4 separate regions of the Gossypium hirsutum genome follow, and all the other regions are linked to region 1. The links are chromatin contacts, called in public Hi-C maps. All regions are on one chromosome and are shown on one strand. Each heading gives the region's core, a stretch centred on a gene start, on an enhancer-like site or on the middle of the called end of the contact. The rest is flanking DNA. Distances are from core to core; before and after follow the strand shown. Region 1 holds the start of LOC107909858. Region 2 holds the start of LOC107909855 (nuclear transport factor 2A). Region 3 holds the start of LOC107909856 (histidine kinase 3). Region 4 has its middle 15 kb from the start of LOC107908280.

The links. Hi-C and Micro-C count contacts between places; a contact is called where the count stands out from the background.
Region 2: a Hi-C map of leaf shows a contact between it and region 1, with 2.4 times the contacts expected there. The contact joins the promoter of LOC107909855 here to the promoter of LOC107909858 in region 1. A contact is called at or near these places in 4 of 34 Hi-C or Micro-C datasets (all in leaf).
Region 3: a Hi-C map of leaf shows a contact between it and region 1, with 4 times the contacts expected there. The contact joins the promoter of LOC107909856 here to the promoter of LOC107909858 in region 1. A contact is called at or near these places in 7 of 34 Hi-C or Micro-C datasets (callus, hypocotyl and leaf).
Region 4: a Hi-C map of leaf shows a contact between it and region 1, with 3 times the contacts expected there. The contact joins the enhancer-like site here to the promoter of LOC107909858 in region 1. A contact is called at or near these places in 15 of 34 Hi-C or Micro-C datasets (callus, fibers, hypocotyl and 3 more).

What each region holds. Positions count from the first base shown.
Region 1 is chrD02:56,513,160-56,516,627 of Gossypium_hirsutum_v2.1, forward strand. It overlaps LOC107909858, which reads left to right and starts at 1,855. Exons shown (of 2, transcript XM_041088845.1): 1 at 1,855-2,151; 2 at 2,267-3,468. The coding sequence starts at 2,692.
Region 2 is chrD02:56,277,614-56,281,081 of Gossypium_hirsutum_v2.1, forward strand. It overlaps LOC107909855 (nuclear transport factor 2A), which reads right to left and starts at 1,953. Exons shown (of 2, transcript XM_016837541.2): 1 at 1,340-1,953; 2 at 1-158. The coding sequence starts at 1,633. The coding sequence ends at 84.
Region 3 is chrD02:56,366,123-56,369,590 of Gossypium_hirsutum_v2.1, forward strand. It overlaps LOC107909856 (histidine kinase 3), which reads right to left and starts at 1,824. Exons shown (of 11, transcript XM_016837543.2): 1 at 188-1,824. The coding sequence starts at 676.
Region 4 is chrD02:56,647,982-56,651,449 of Gossypium_hirsutum_v2.1, forward strand. No RefSeq gene overlaps it. Among protein-coding and RNA genes, the nearest start is that of LOC107908280, 15 kb to the left of the region's middle. Within about 2 kb of position 1,905, at least 8 of the 9 cell types and tissues checked have an H3K27ac peak or open chromatin away from gene starts, as enhancers often do. A contact at or near this core is called in fibers, hypocotyl and leaf, where this site is marked.

The DNA.
Region 1 (3,468 bases), core at 605-3,104:
TTATTTCGAAGTATAAATTCTATTTTCCGAGAATAATAATTCTACCAGTTTCTATTAGAGAGAGAGCAATTTACTTTCTTACTGAAAGTAAGAAAATTGTTTCTAGTTTTGTGTTTGATTTATGATTGTTCGAACCACACTTGAAGCAGTTCGTAGTATGAGAATAGCGGAGAAGATCGTTCAGTTGAAAACTGAGAACTTTTAGGATCCGTCTTGCTCAAAGTACATGTATTATTTTGGGATAAGTTTATTGCTATAGATATCACAAACTGGCCCGATTTTCAAAATTTTTATTTTTCCACTGTGCAAGAAAATTGTTTTCAAACATAATTTTTTTTTCTATCAGAAACAACAATTAACCTTACATAGAAGTGGTTGGCAATGGAGAAACCTAAGCTTCCTTTTCTTTTCTTATTCACGTTGGGAGAAAAGAAGATGAACGAAAGAAAAAAAATGTTATCATTTCCTCTTTCCACTCGCTTATATATATATATATATATATATATATATATACTCAACTTTTAATTAAACTACTAATCACTAATCTAATGGTTATTATTCTTCCTTAATTAAGCAAGTGGGAAGGGATGACCAAGATCATCTCATGCCACTAGCCAAGTTTTAACTATCCGTAAATCACAAACAAGTCCTTGGAAAAATTACCATTAAAGTCTTTGCTCAATCCTTAATCAATTCTCTCTACTTAATCACTTTGCAATTTAATCTGTATACTATAATTAATATCTAATTAATTTAATCACTTGACACTTTGATTTTATAAGTTGATATACATCACATGAACTCTTCAAATAAAATTCTTGGTTTAGCTTGAATTCAGTCTCGAAATCGACTTTTCTAATATCAACGAAAATTAGATCTTTACAGTTAGAAATATATCTACTATAATTTATACTATTATTAAACTCCTGACTAAGTTAGTGTTACGAGTCAACCAAACACCAATTCAATTAGATAAATTATAAAAATGTTATTATGTATTTAAAAATGTTATATTACCCTAAGCATGTTGGTCTTTTATTTTTTTTTAAATTCAATAAATATTTCATATATTGTGGGATTTGAGTTATCTAGGCCGATAAAATTTTAACTTTACCTCTCAACCAATGCTTATCTTAAAATGTTTTATACATTTTAATTTTATTAGGTGCACAATTACATCCATCAATTGTATATATTGATTATCTTATTAATTAAGTTGGTGTCATAAGTTTACTTGTCATCAACTCAAAATTGATCATAAAACCATAATAAACAATTGTAGTGCATTTAATATTCTTAATCTAATATATTTACGTGTTTAAATTCTATTTTACTCACAATTTAATCTAATTTTTTTCATTCGAATATCATACATATCACATGTGTTATTATTAATTAGTTTCAAATCATAAGATTTATTATTTATTTATGTTATTTTTAAACACATATATATTCTAAATATGTAGTTGTCACATGTATACATGTATAATAGAATTTCTAATATTATTTATAAACTTACAAAAAAATTAATTTTCAATAAATTTCTAATTCAGTTGTTGTCACTTAACTTATCGACACCAAAATCTATTTTTATGTAAGTATAGATATTTTATATAGATTTAAATATAATAAGGTAAAATGACTATATTATTCCAAAAACAGGAACTTAGAAAATATTTTTGGTTTTTGGTAAAGTAGTAAAACCAATTTAAGAGTTAAAATTTAACCATGGTTAAGATTCTCAACCAATTATAATGTATTAAGCAAAGTAGAAAACCCATTTAAAGAGTTAAAATTTAACCAGGATTAAGACTCCTAACCAATTATTATATAAAAAAAAATGGTTAGGGCTAACAAGAAAAATTGCAAAACGAAAACACAAAGAAAATTCCCATAGCATCAAATCTATTTTCATAAAAAGCATAATAAAATCCTTTTATGGTTTTTGGTTATTAGGGAAGGGGCCTGTCCTGTTCGGGTTAAGAGGGGGTTTTGGGAAAAAGTCCAGTTTTTGGGGATTTTTTTTTAAAAAGGTTTGATAGAGAAAAGAGTGGTATAAAAAGGAAACAAAAATTGGTGATGGAGGTATGTCCATGGTGTCTTTCTGGTACTAAAGAATGTTCCATCTACTAGTGCTGTTCTTATTGTAAGGTAAAAATTTAACTCTTTTATTCATAAGTTAATCGCTTGATGTACTAAAATTTCTGGGTTTTAATTGATAAATCATGATCCCCCTTTGTTCGGTTTGAATTTTTTGTTTGCATAGGCTGAGTTAGAAGCTTGATTATAACGTAGATCCATGGATGTTGCTTGCGTGTTTATTTGGATTAGTTTGATTCTTGAACATTTCTTTATTACCACTCGACGTATCCGTCTACGATAATTGCCGGATTATTCGCGTTGGAGAATGTTCTTATTTTATTGCATTTGACCCAGTTGTTGCTTTGCATTTCAATCTTCGATGAAGGACCTGACTTGTATTGTTTGCACTTTTGTACGCTTTCCCTTTTTCTGAATGATTTTTCCTATTTTTGATGATTTGGGCAGTGTTTGTATGGTGTTTTTCATTAAGCCTTGGGCTTTTTCTTTTCTTGTAAAGTACGGGAAAGAGTCTAGGTTGAGGGTGGCTGAGATATTTAAGAGTTGTCTGCTGGTGACTCTTTTATCAGAGAGCAACGCTGGGAAAGGGAAATGGAGTGCAATAAGGATGAGGCCACTAGAGCTAAAGAGCTTGCTGAGAAGAAGTTCATAGCAAAGGATATTAATGGAGCAAAGAAATTTGCTTTGAAAGCCCAGAATTTGTATCCTGGCCTGGATGGCATTCCCCAAATGATAGCAACACTCAATGTTTATATTTCTGCGGAGAACAAGATCAATGGAGAAGCAGATTGGTATGCTGTGCTCGGTGTGAATCCACTGGCTGATGATGAATCGGTGAGGAAGCAATATAGGAAACTGGCACTAATGCTTCACCCTGACAAAAATAAGTCTATAGGAGCTGAAGGGGCATTTAAACTTATTTCAGAGGCTTGGAGTTTGTTGTCTGATAAGGGTAGGAGAGCAGCATATGACAAGAGGAGGTATGCAAAAGTAACGCAAACAGTTCCAACACCTAGTGGGAGTTCAAAGGCGTCAAAAGCGGCAAATGGCTTTTACAACGCTGCCAAGACAAGCACTTCAAATGTGAAAACTTCCAAGAGTAGTAACCCTCATGCAGCTCAGTCATCGACCCCTTCTGGTCGTTCGTCAAATACTGCTGCTGGTCAGTCATCAAACCCTGCATCATTTCATAAGCCAAAACCAAATACCTTCTGGACTATCTGTCATCGGTGCAAGATGCATTATGAGTATCTGAGAGTTTATCTTAATCATAATCTATTGTGCCCCAACTGCCATGAGCCATTTTTGGCTGTAGAAACTGCTCCCCCAACTACATCTACCCCAACCCCTTGGAAATTTTCACAGCAG
Region 2 (3,468 bases), core at 703-3,202, 240 kb before region 1:
AATTTCATTTAAGCCTAAAATAGGCAAAAACGTGTTTTAAATCCTCAGGCATTGTACTCCCATCCCTTGATTAATCATCGTCTTCACGCGTAGTTCAACCTGAATATGTCATTCAACACATAAAAGCTTCCCTGTGGCGTTGGCATCAAATGAAACATCTGATAGCAGAATGCAACATAAAGACAACCTAGGTTAGTAAAGTTGTTAATGAAACTGAACCAAGGCATTGGTGGATGCAATATCTATTAGTTTTCTAAACATAACATTAAAAACATAATGTCTTTGCATTCATAATTTTAGGCAACATAAAACAGTTAACTACTATGTTGCTCAAATTGGGGTGTTAATGTCGATGTCTGAATATTCAATTTCCTAAAGTTATAAAATTTAGAGGATCTTGGAGGCTCATATCCCCATATCTATACCCAAAAATATGTTGAATACAAATGTGTACTTCAAAAAAAATGTAATCTGGGATAAACATTGTTTAACTATCAACATAGATGAAACACATATATAAGTTTGCTCCACGTGAATGAAAGACATAAACCATAAGGAAATCATCAATGTCTCCAGGTGAGGAGGGGGGGTGTGGTAGTGGATTTTCTTTTATATCCAGTAGAGTCGCAAGAAACAACATCAAGGGAGATGGCAGATAATTGTTCAGAGTGAGCACTGAGAGGACCTCTGTCACTTATGCGAAAAGGACAAGTATAAAAATGAAATAAGTACTAGCAAAGGGTGCAATAAACAAAATGAAACAAAAGCAAGCTCTTGAATGCAGAGTCTATAGTACAATTACCTACACAACTACGGCCCACACCACGCTTATAGCAAGAGGAGAGGAATATCCAGGAGCGACAGGGTCCAAATAATTGATGACAAGGAACATGTAAATGTGCAGTTCCAGGTTGCAAAACAAAGTAAAAGTGGAGCAGGTTCTATGGAAAGATGGTGGATCCAAAAACAAATCCACATCTTCCAAAACGTATTATGCACAATGAAATCGGGTTTATAGCCGAAATAACATTTTTTTTACTTTAACCAATCCCATCAATATAGATGCAAAATGAATGAAAAATGTGCAATTCCTGGAACTGTAATCTTAAGCAAATCCGATGAGCATTAAGGCTTAAACATCACAGATAGGACCATTATTAAGATCCCATAGAGAACATTTCGATTACCGCTCCCACTTCAGTCAGATCAAAACACCAACTTAAAAGATCCACTCCACCAATATGAAATGGAATCGTGAAATTAACACAAGGATATAACCGATGAATTCAAGAGTGACACATAAGATCAGCAGTAGATGGCTGAGCTAATAAGAAAATACCTGGCTAAACTTGAGAGCATGCTGCTCGCCAGCGAGTTGGAGGTTACCGCTGACGAATACGAGCATGCCGCCGGAGCCGGAAGGCTGGCAATCGACGGTGGTGATGTTGTGCTTGCACTGCTGGAAAGGAAGGCTGGTGAGCTTAGCCACGATGCTCTGAGAGCCCTGGATCTTTTGACCTTCGAAGGTCAACATGGAACCTTCCTGGTAGAGATTGGCTAAACCGGCCCGGTTGGCATCGAATGTGGAGTAGTAGTGCTCGACGAAGGCCTTGGCTACTGCGTCTGGATCCATCTCACTCTTTTTTTTTTCTTTATATGAAATTGAGTTGTGGCTTCTAAATCACGCCACCAAAGCAGCAGCAGCAGCCAACAGAATGAAGAAGAAGAAGCAGAAGAAGAAAGAGAGGCGACTGGCGAGCCAAGATTTGAGAGAGGGTTTTCCTTTTTTATCTCTCTCTTTTTTTCTTATTTATAATAATAAATAATAATGTGTATTTATAGGAGGATTTATCCAACGGTTCATTTTGAATCATGAAAAAATTAATATCAAAATCAAACAGTGGATGCCTGCCGGAGTGTTTTTCTAAATTTCATTTTTTTCATTTCTTTTATTTATCAGTCACTGTAGAAAGGCCCCTCTCTTATAAACCCTCTTTTCTTTGCGTCAATGTAACGCAGCTAAGCCAAGCAAATTTATTGGTAAATCTTAAGAATAGTCCCTCTACTTATCAATTTGTTTGGATTTAATTCATTACTTTTGTTTGATTGAATCTTTACTTTTTGAATGACTCATTTTCAGTCCATTGGATAACTTTTCTTTCATTAATTCCGTTTAAAATTGAAGTATAATTACCAGTTTAACCTCTAACATTTATAACTTTTGTCAATTTAGCATCTGCTTTTTTTTCCTTTTTACTATCCTGAACCCTTTTTATCTTTTGAGTTTTTATCAAATTGAAAAATTTCCACTACAATTTAACAAAACCATTAGAAATTATACCATATGTACAAGTACATTATAATTTCCGTGCTACTATTTTGTTGTGTATGTCACTCAGCAAGTAATTTAAAATTAAAAAATTTCAAAATATATAAAAATTATAAACATTTTTGTTATACCCCTGCTCTGGTTAGATATGTAACCCCAAGAGAAATGATCTAAGAGGCCCCTACAGATGAACTTCCAGTTAATCACCTCATAATCAACCACTAACATACTTCATGCCACCCATAGGAAAGCCACCCCACCCGCCTCTGACCGCTTGTTCATTATACTTAGTCCATCGATCGCGTCGTACACCTATATAAGCTTGAAAATTGAATTTATACTTAAGAATAAAGCCCATTTAAAAAATAAATTAGGCTTCGGGTAAAGTTTTTTCAGCCCAAGCCTAGCCTGATTTTATTAACCTAAATATTTTACCCTGTTCCCAGCAGACCAAGTTCCTCATATTCCTTTTTCCCTTCCCAATCCCTAATTCCCTTTCCGATCTCTATTTCCCCTTCCCTAATCTTTAATGACTAAATTTATTTTTTGCTTCATACTTCTTCGCCACTGCTGCTTCCTGCTTCATTTGTCACCACTACTTCTTCCTGCTTCCTAGTTTTCTTTTCTTTTATTTTCAAGTTGAGAGGAAAAAGAAAAAAAAAAAGGGAACCTGATCGAAGGTTGAGAAGTTATCAACAATAAACCCATACTTCTGCTTTGTAGATTGTTTTCTTTATAGTTGGGAAGGCTTATTATGACTAGTACTATCATTAATCGAAGCAGTGCTTCCCTCTCCGAAAGTAGAAACTTGTAACGGTGCGGCGGCCATGGATGGTCTGTTTAGAAAGAAAATCACCCATCTCAATTTCTTTTTCGTCGTCTTCTTTTCTTTGATAAAATTAGTTTATTTATATCATATTATTCTAAACAAGCATAATAAAGAAAAATAGTAAACGTTTTAAGGGGTTTTGTGAAGCAAGAATATATATACACATTGGCTTACCTCATTTCATCAAAGCTTGAGTTTCATATATATATAATCAGGGCCGAGTTTTAACAAAAATTTAATCTTATTTTTTGGGTCGAGCAAGGCCCAAGCTTACCAATCGAGCCTTAGATTTTGATTGGGCTCGGTCAGA
Region 3 (3,468 bases), core at 574-3,073, 150 kb before region 1:
ACCTAGATCAATTTAATTGGCAATTAGATTGAATTTCATAGTAAATTTAAAAAATAAAAATAATAAAAAAAGAGCAACAAGATTTCACAGTTTGATTTGAGCACAAGGCAAAGAAGACACTAAACAATTCGCAATCAAGCACAAAAAAAATGCTAAGAAAAAGTTGGAAGAAGAGGATATGGATTACCTGATCAATAGCAGAGGGGTATTTCCCATGGTGGAAAGTTGAGATCAAAATAGAGAGAGCCTGGATATGGTTCATGCTGACATTAAATTGATCCTGCAACATCCTAGCTCTCTCATCACACATGCTAGCGAGCATCTCCTTGCGCTTTTCGGTAGCTTGAGAGCTCATACAACAGAAGATCCAAATAGAAGCCAAGGTCCAACCAATTACCCATGAAAACAAGAGCTTTCTCGACCAAGACTTGCCAACTCTCTTGGAACCAATATACTGGTAGTACTGATGGTGGATCTTGAAGCTATACTTTGAGATTTCATCCCAACATTTGAACCACATCTTGCTACCACTATCACCAAGGAGACCAGCCTTGGGGTCCTTAAATTCACCATTAATGGACCAGTTCATTAAAATCATAGATGCTATCCAGCAACATAACATCCAAACCAGATGCCCCACCTTTAAACCAAACCCAAATACATGGAGCAAACTCATCCAAGAAACAGTGACCAATTACCAGCTAACTAAGCAAACAGTAACCCCCGCCCTTAGCCTGAAAGTGGGTCTTACTTGCTTGTTAATTCCAGCTAGAAAAGAGAGAGACCCATTGTCAAATCTATAGAAAACTGTCTAGTAAAATCCAACATCACCAGAAAACCTCAAGAACCTTGGGATAAGAGAATAAAATATTTAAAAAAACAAACCCAGCAAACTCCAAATTGACTACAAGACAGAAGGTGTTGTAACCGTGCGGGAAAGAAAAAAAACAAAAGATGCCATCTTATCCAGCACTACACCCTCTAATAACTGAGAAATGCAAGATATAGGACCTTGAATTGAGGAAGACCATGGAAATTTTTCACAATTACCATAAAAGAAAAAGAGAAAGAGAGAGAATGAAAGAATCCCTCTAGATTCTGAGTTTCAATTTTCTAACCACCACCCAAATCCCAGAACAAGAAAAAGACTAGGCCAAAATGTCCAGAAAAACAAAAGGGTTCCAAAACTAGATATCAAATCAATAAAAACTTAGCTAACATAATCTTCCTCAAGCCAAAAGAATCTGACAGGAAATCCTTAAATTCCTAAAATCAAGCACCAAGACAGCAATTAAACATGTGGATTTTATTGTTTGATCCCCCAGACCCAAACTTCACCTGTAACAACACCCTGTTGAGATCTATCAACAGAATTTTCGAGCTGATTTTTAATACAAAGTAATCTTATTATTTACTAAACATGACACTTTGCTGCTGTAGTTGAAGAGGGAAAAGAAGAACATAAGAAGAGTGGGATTAATGGACATCAACGATTGAAAGAATCTATGAAAGGAAGATGAGAAGAATATGGTTGTAGAAATGTCTGCTAGCATAGGCCATTATCTCTACCCATACCATTCACGACACCCCAACCCCCCCTAATTTAATAATACTACTACTATTTTACTCAAAAAAATAATATGAATTTAAATTCAATGCTTACAAATGTATTTAATTTAACATTTCATTTTCTACTACTATCACTGTTCACTAATGCAATCTTATCTTATTCTTTCTTTTTTTCCCCTTTTATTTAATTTATGAACTAATTCAATTAATAAGAGTTGGAACCTCCCCCAGCATAAAATGAGAAAACCATATTTTTTATATTTAAGTATCATTGGTGATTTATTTATACCGGTGTAAAATAAAAATAGTTTTACACAATTTTATAATTTTTATATGATTAATATTATGTCAATCCAACCGTCATATCCATTCTTCGATCATGTATGTTAAGTTCGGCATAAATTAAAATTTTCCAACTATTCATTTTATGAAAAAAAAATTCAAACAACTAAATATATATTAATATAGATAATATTTTAGATCAATATGATAGAAATATTGATCGATTCAAAAGTTTGCTTGTATGACAAGAACAAATATATTGAAAAATTTAATGGTTAAATTGTTAAAATATCCATAATAATAATTATGAAAAGATATAAAACTACCCTATTTTATAAATTTAATAATAAATATATAAATCAATACTATTTTGCATCATCCATAAATAAATTACCCATTTAAAATTATTATAAATAAATAAAATAATAGTTTTTAATTAACATCTTATTATTTATTAACAATGTGTTAATTTATGTGCTATTCATAAAACAAATATAAATTTCTAAAAAAATTAAATATAAATTTTTTGAGTTTTTTTTCCATTTGTATGTTTAAGGACGTTGAAAAATAATATATATTAAATTATGGTACATTTGGGAAATAATTTTAAAAGAATATATTATTAAAATTTTATATAAAAATTAAATGAAATTTTAATTGAAATGATAAAGTTCAATATTTAAAATCTAATTCAGTTAATTCGTGACACCAATTATATTAGAAATTTTAAGTATAACTAGATTATGACACCCATAATGTAGATGAAAAAAAATATTATGTAACAAAATATACTTATTAAAAGTTTATGATGCTTTGGTTGAAACTTGAAATGCAAATTTTAATTTTATAGTGTGTTTTTTTTTAATTTTATTGTGTATAAATTTTAATTGATTTATAAAAATTTAAATGAGCAAAAATACTCTCATAATAATATAACTTACTTTATATAAAAAAAATGTATTTTTAGTAATCTCTCAACTGGGTTGAAATTTGATTGATGAGTGGCATCACCTCAATTAAAGTCGAAGATAATAAATACATAGATAAAGATATATGTTATGTTAAAAATATATTCTTTTAAATTTTATTTAATAATGAATATAAGTGGGGTGGTAATAATTTTTTATTTTAATACTATTAAATGCATTCGATCCTTGGATTTGTAATTTGTAATGTTCTTATTTAAAGATGATATAAACTAATAAAAAAAAAACAAAAGAGCAATCATAATAATATTAAGGGTAAACTACCCCATTAGTCACTCTAAATAGGAGTAATTCTTATTTTGATCACTCTAATTTTTTTTTGTAATTTGGTCACCCAAAAAAGAAATTGATTAAATTGATCAAGTACTAATAAATGGTATTGGAATGCTAACTATGCATTCCATGTTAGTCACACTAATATTAGGAAAAAATATCTATTAGTCTTTCTAAATAAGGTCATTCCTATTTTGGTCACCTCAAACAATACATGAAAATGTACCAGTAGTTTTTTCGTTACCATTTTATGGTGGAGTGACTAATTTGATCAAATTCTTTTTTTGGAGTGACCAAAATAAGAATGACTACTATTTAAAGTGACTAATGAGATAGTTTACCCTAATATTAATTATAA
Region 4 (3,468 bases), core at 655-3,154, 130 kb after region 1:
GCAGCAGAATAAGGCAACCACCGATTGACATCTTATTCGGTTCCGTCACCCGACACAACTCCTGATACAACGTAACCAACACAACTGATCCCCAACTCAGTCGTCCGCATTCTTTGAAGTCGACTAGGTGTAGTAGCCACCTTATGTGTACCAAAATTTGAGATTTATCGAGCATTAGAATGCCCTTGATTAACCTTAAGATGAATGCTCAGGCGTATTATTCTTTGACGACGTTGGGCGTGTTTAGAGGAAGATATTTGAAATTAGTTTCCAACCACTTCATATTTATCCAGTCACCTTGAAACTTGTCCGACATCTTCCCAAAAATGCCTCGCAAAGGACCTCTTTACCGAGAATGATTGTTGACCCTGTAACAACTGGCCCATCTATTGGTAAACTAATTGTAAAGCTACCTCTTCGAGTGTGATTGTACACTCACCGTATGGAAGATGAAAAGTGTGTGTCTCCAGTCTCCATCTTTCCACCTAGCGCTGATGAGTGTAGGGTCGAGTTTATAGCCCCCGAGCATACAAAACGCATGCAAGAATCCCACGTTTTGTAAGTAACCATGAATTTCGGTGTTTGAGCTCTTTGACAAATTATGTATGAACCCCTCCAAAACACAATCATCCGCCTATTTATATTAAAAATAAAATATTTTAAAATTTTAAAAACTTTAAATTTAACTTAATTGAAAATAACGAAATTTAAAATTTCTCCTTACCATTATCACTTGAGCGGTGGAAATGTGCTTATTGCTGAAACGAATTAGAGAGCTTGTCATTACTGAAATTTTAACTGAAATGAATATACAAAATAATTAAATAAAACTATAGTATTTTAAATAAAGTGTGTAAGAAAATGTCGAATAAAAATGGTAAGAATTGAGAGAACTGAGAGAGTTGAGAGAATTGAGAGTTTAGAGAGAGACTTGGATTTGAGTGAAAAGAATAAAAAATGACTTGGTATTTATAGGAAAAAAATATTACCGTTGGCCTTTTTAAATAATTTTACCATTTCCAATGTTTAAAAAGTCGTTAGGGAAAATGACCGTTGGAGGAAAGTGTCCCCAGCTGAATGTGCTTTTACACACTCTCTCCAAAATTGACCTATTTCCATAATTTAAAAAAAAACGACCTAAAAGGCTAACTAAAAAAAAGAATAAGACATACTTAACTTATTTAGCCTAATTTTATAAATTTTTATTTTATAGTTGTCATCCAAAATACCTATAAACTCTCTTGTAAGCAAATATATTTTTAGTTTTATAAATGGCTTGTTTCATCATATAAAATTTTGCACATTAAAAATGAATAATAAATGTAGAAATTCTAAAATTTATGCAAATAATGCTATTGTTGCCTCTACTTCTTATGAATTATCATCTTTAATTAATTTTTTAAAAATTTTAATTATTAATAATTTTTTCTATATTCATTTTTCTCGTGTTACATAATTTGCTAATGATAAATATGAATTTTTGGTGTCTATTGAAAAATATTATAGCGTAACGATAAATGTTAATTTAGTTTTAATGGTTTATAGCTCAACTTTGGACTTATAGCGGAATGATGTACCTAATTAAATCCTAAAATAAATGTTATGGCCTTCCATCACGTGGACAATTTAACAGAGTTTCTTTCAAGAATGGGTTCTTTCGAATTTTTTTTTGAGATAAATCACAGATTGGGCTTTAATTAAACTATTAATTACACAAATAGTCCTAGAAAAATAAATAGAGCAAGCCTAGTAACCAGACTAGGCCCAACGAAAGGAAAAACAAAACAAACTAAAAGGAAACCTAATCACCTAGAAAATGAAAAAAGGAAACAATCTCTACAGCACATTAATTCAGCCGTTCCATCTGCCCAATCAGTATTAAAAGTCAATACACATCTTGTCACTTCAACATCTTTTCTACTTCAAGACGTTTTGAATCACCCGAGAGCTTTGTATAGTCACTTTGATATCTGCCCTTCTCCGATTCCTTTCCTCCATTTCTCCCTTTTCCTGCTTCAATTTGGTTCTCTCACCCTTTCGTTTTCTGCTTGAAATTCTGCAACTCCAGGGACTCGTCCGACCAGGTAACCTCCTTTGTTAATCTTAATCGCTTCAGTTGCTAAAATATGCGCGAGGCTATTTGTTGATCTTGGGATATGCTCGAACTTACATTCCTTAAAATATAACAAAAGCTGATGGATGTCATGAATAAGCGCACTAACCAGTGATTTATCTGGGCTTTTTGTTTTGCATTTCTTTATTATTGATAAAGAGTCTCCTTCAATAATAACTCTTTCCCACTGCATGTGAACTCTGATCTGGAGAGCTTTCCGACACGCGATTGCTTCCGCTCCAAAGGCTGAGGAAACCCTTTGATGAACCTCCGAACAAGATAAGAGAACTGAACCCTCTTTATCTCTGGCCACAACTCCGATAGCCGCTTTATTTTGTCCTCTTTCATATGCTGCATCAAAATTGATTTTGACAAAACTGTCCATTGGTTTTTCCATTTTTTAACAGTTATGGAAGTTTGTCGACTATTTTTACCAACTGAATCTAACTCTAAAATGTAGCTATTAACAAATCTCCCTATTTCTTTTCCAGATTTACTCCCTTTGTTGTGCAGTCTGTTATTCCTATCTCCCCAAATGGCCCATACTGCAACACAGAAGATCCGACGCTGGGATGCCAAGCTTTGTGTAAAAACCCAGGTTAACCACTGTAGAAACCCCATCTGGTTTTCCTGCTCATATTTATGAAATGATAACTCTCTCCACACTGATATTGTAACAGGGCATTCTCGAAAAAAAATGTTCCATAGATTCAGATCTAGAGCCACAACGAGGACACATTGATGTATCCGTTAGTCGTCTAAGTAGCATATTAAACTCGAGTAGCTAGGAAATTCCAAGAGATCTTCCAATGTGTAATTTTTATTTTTGAAGGTAGATTAAGTAGCCATAATTTCCTGTAGAAGTCTTTATAGTCAGCTTGTAAAGCATAAGCTCTAGGATCATTTGCAATACTTTGTAATAGTTTATAGGCGCTACGAACTGTGAACTCACCCGACGCTTCAGCACTCCATACTTGGAAATCTTCATGTGGTCTTTCAGCCAGCGGGATACTGAGAATCATGTCGGCTACATCCTCCGGAAAGGTATACTCTATCAACTCCTTTTTCCATGTTCTACTGCTTGAATCAATTAATTCCGCAACATTACTATCATTCAAATTCGTATTTAAAACTAGTAATCTATCACGCGGTAAAACTGGAATCCAATAATCACGACTGATTGAAATATTTGTACCTTTACCCACCCTCCAACATAATCCCTTAGCGAAGACACCCTTAGTAGCCCAAATACTTTTCCAAGTATACGAAACGTTATTCCCCAATTGTGAATTTAAAAAATCAACTTTTGGAAAATACTTTGCTTTTAATACTTATGCTACTAAAGAATTTGGATT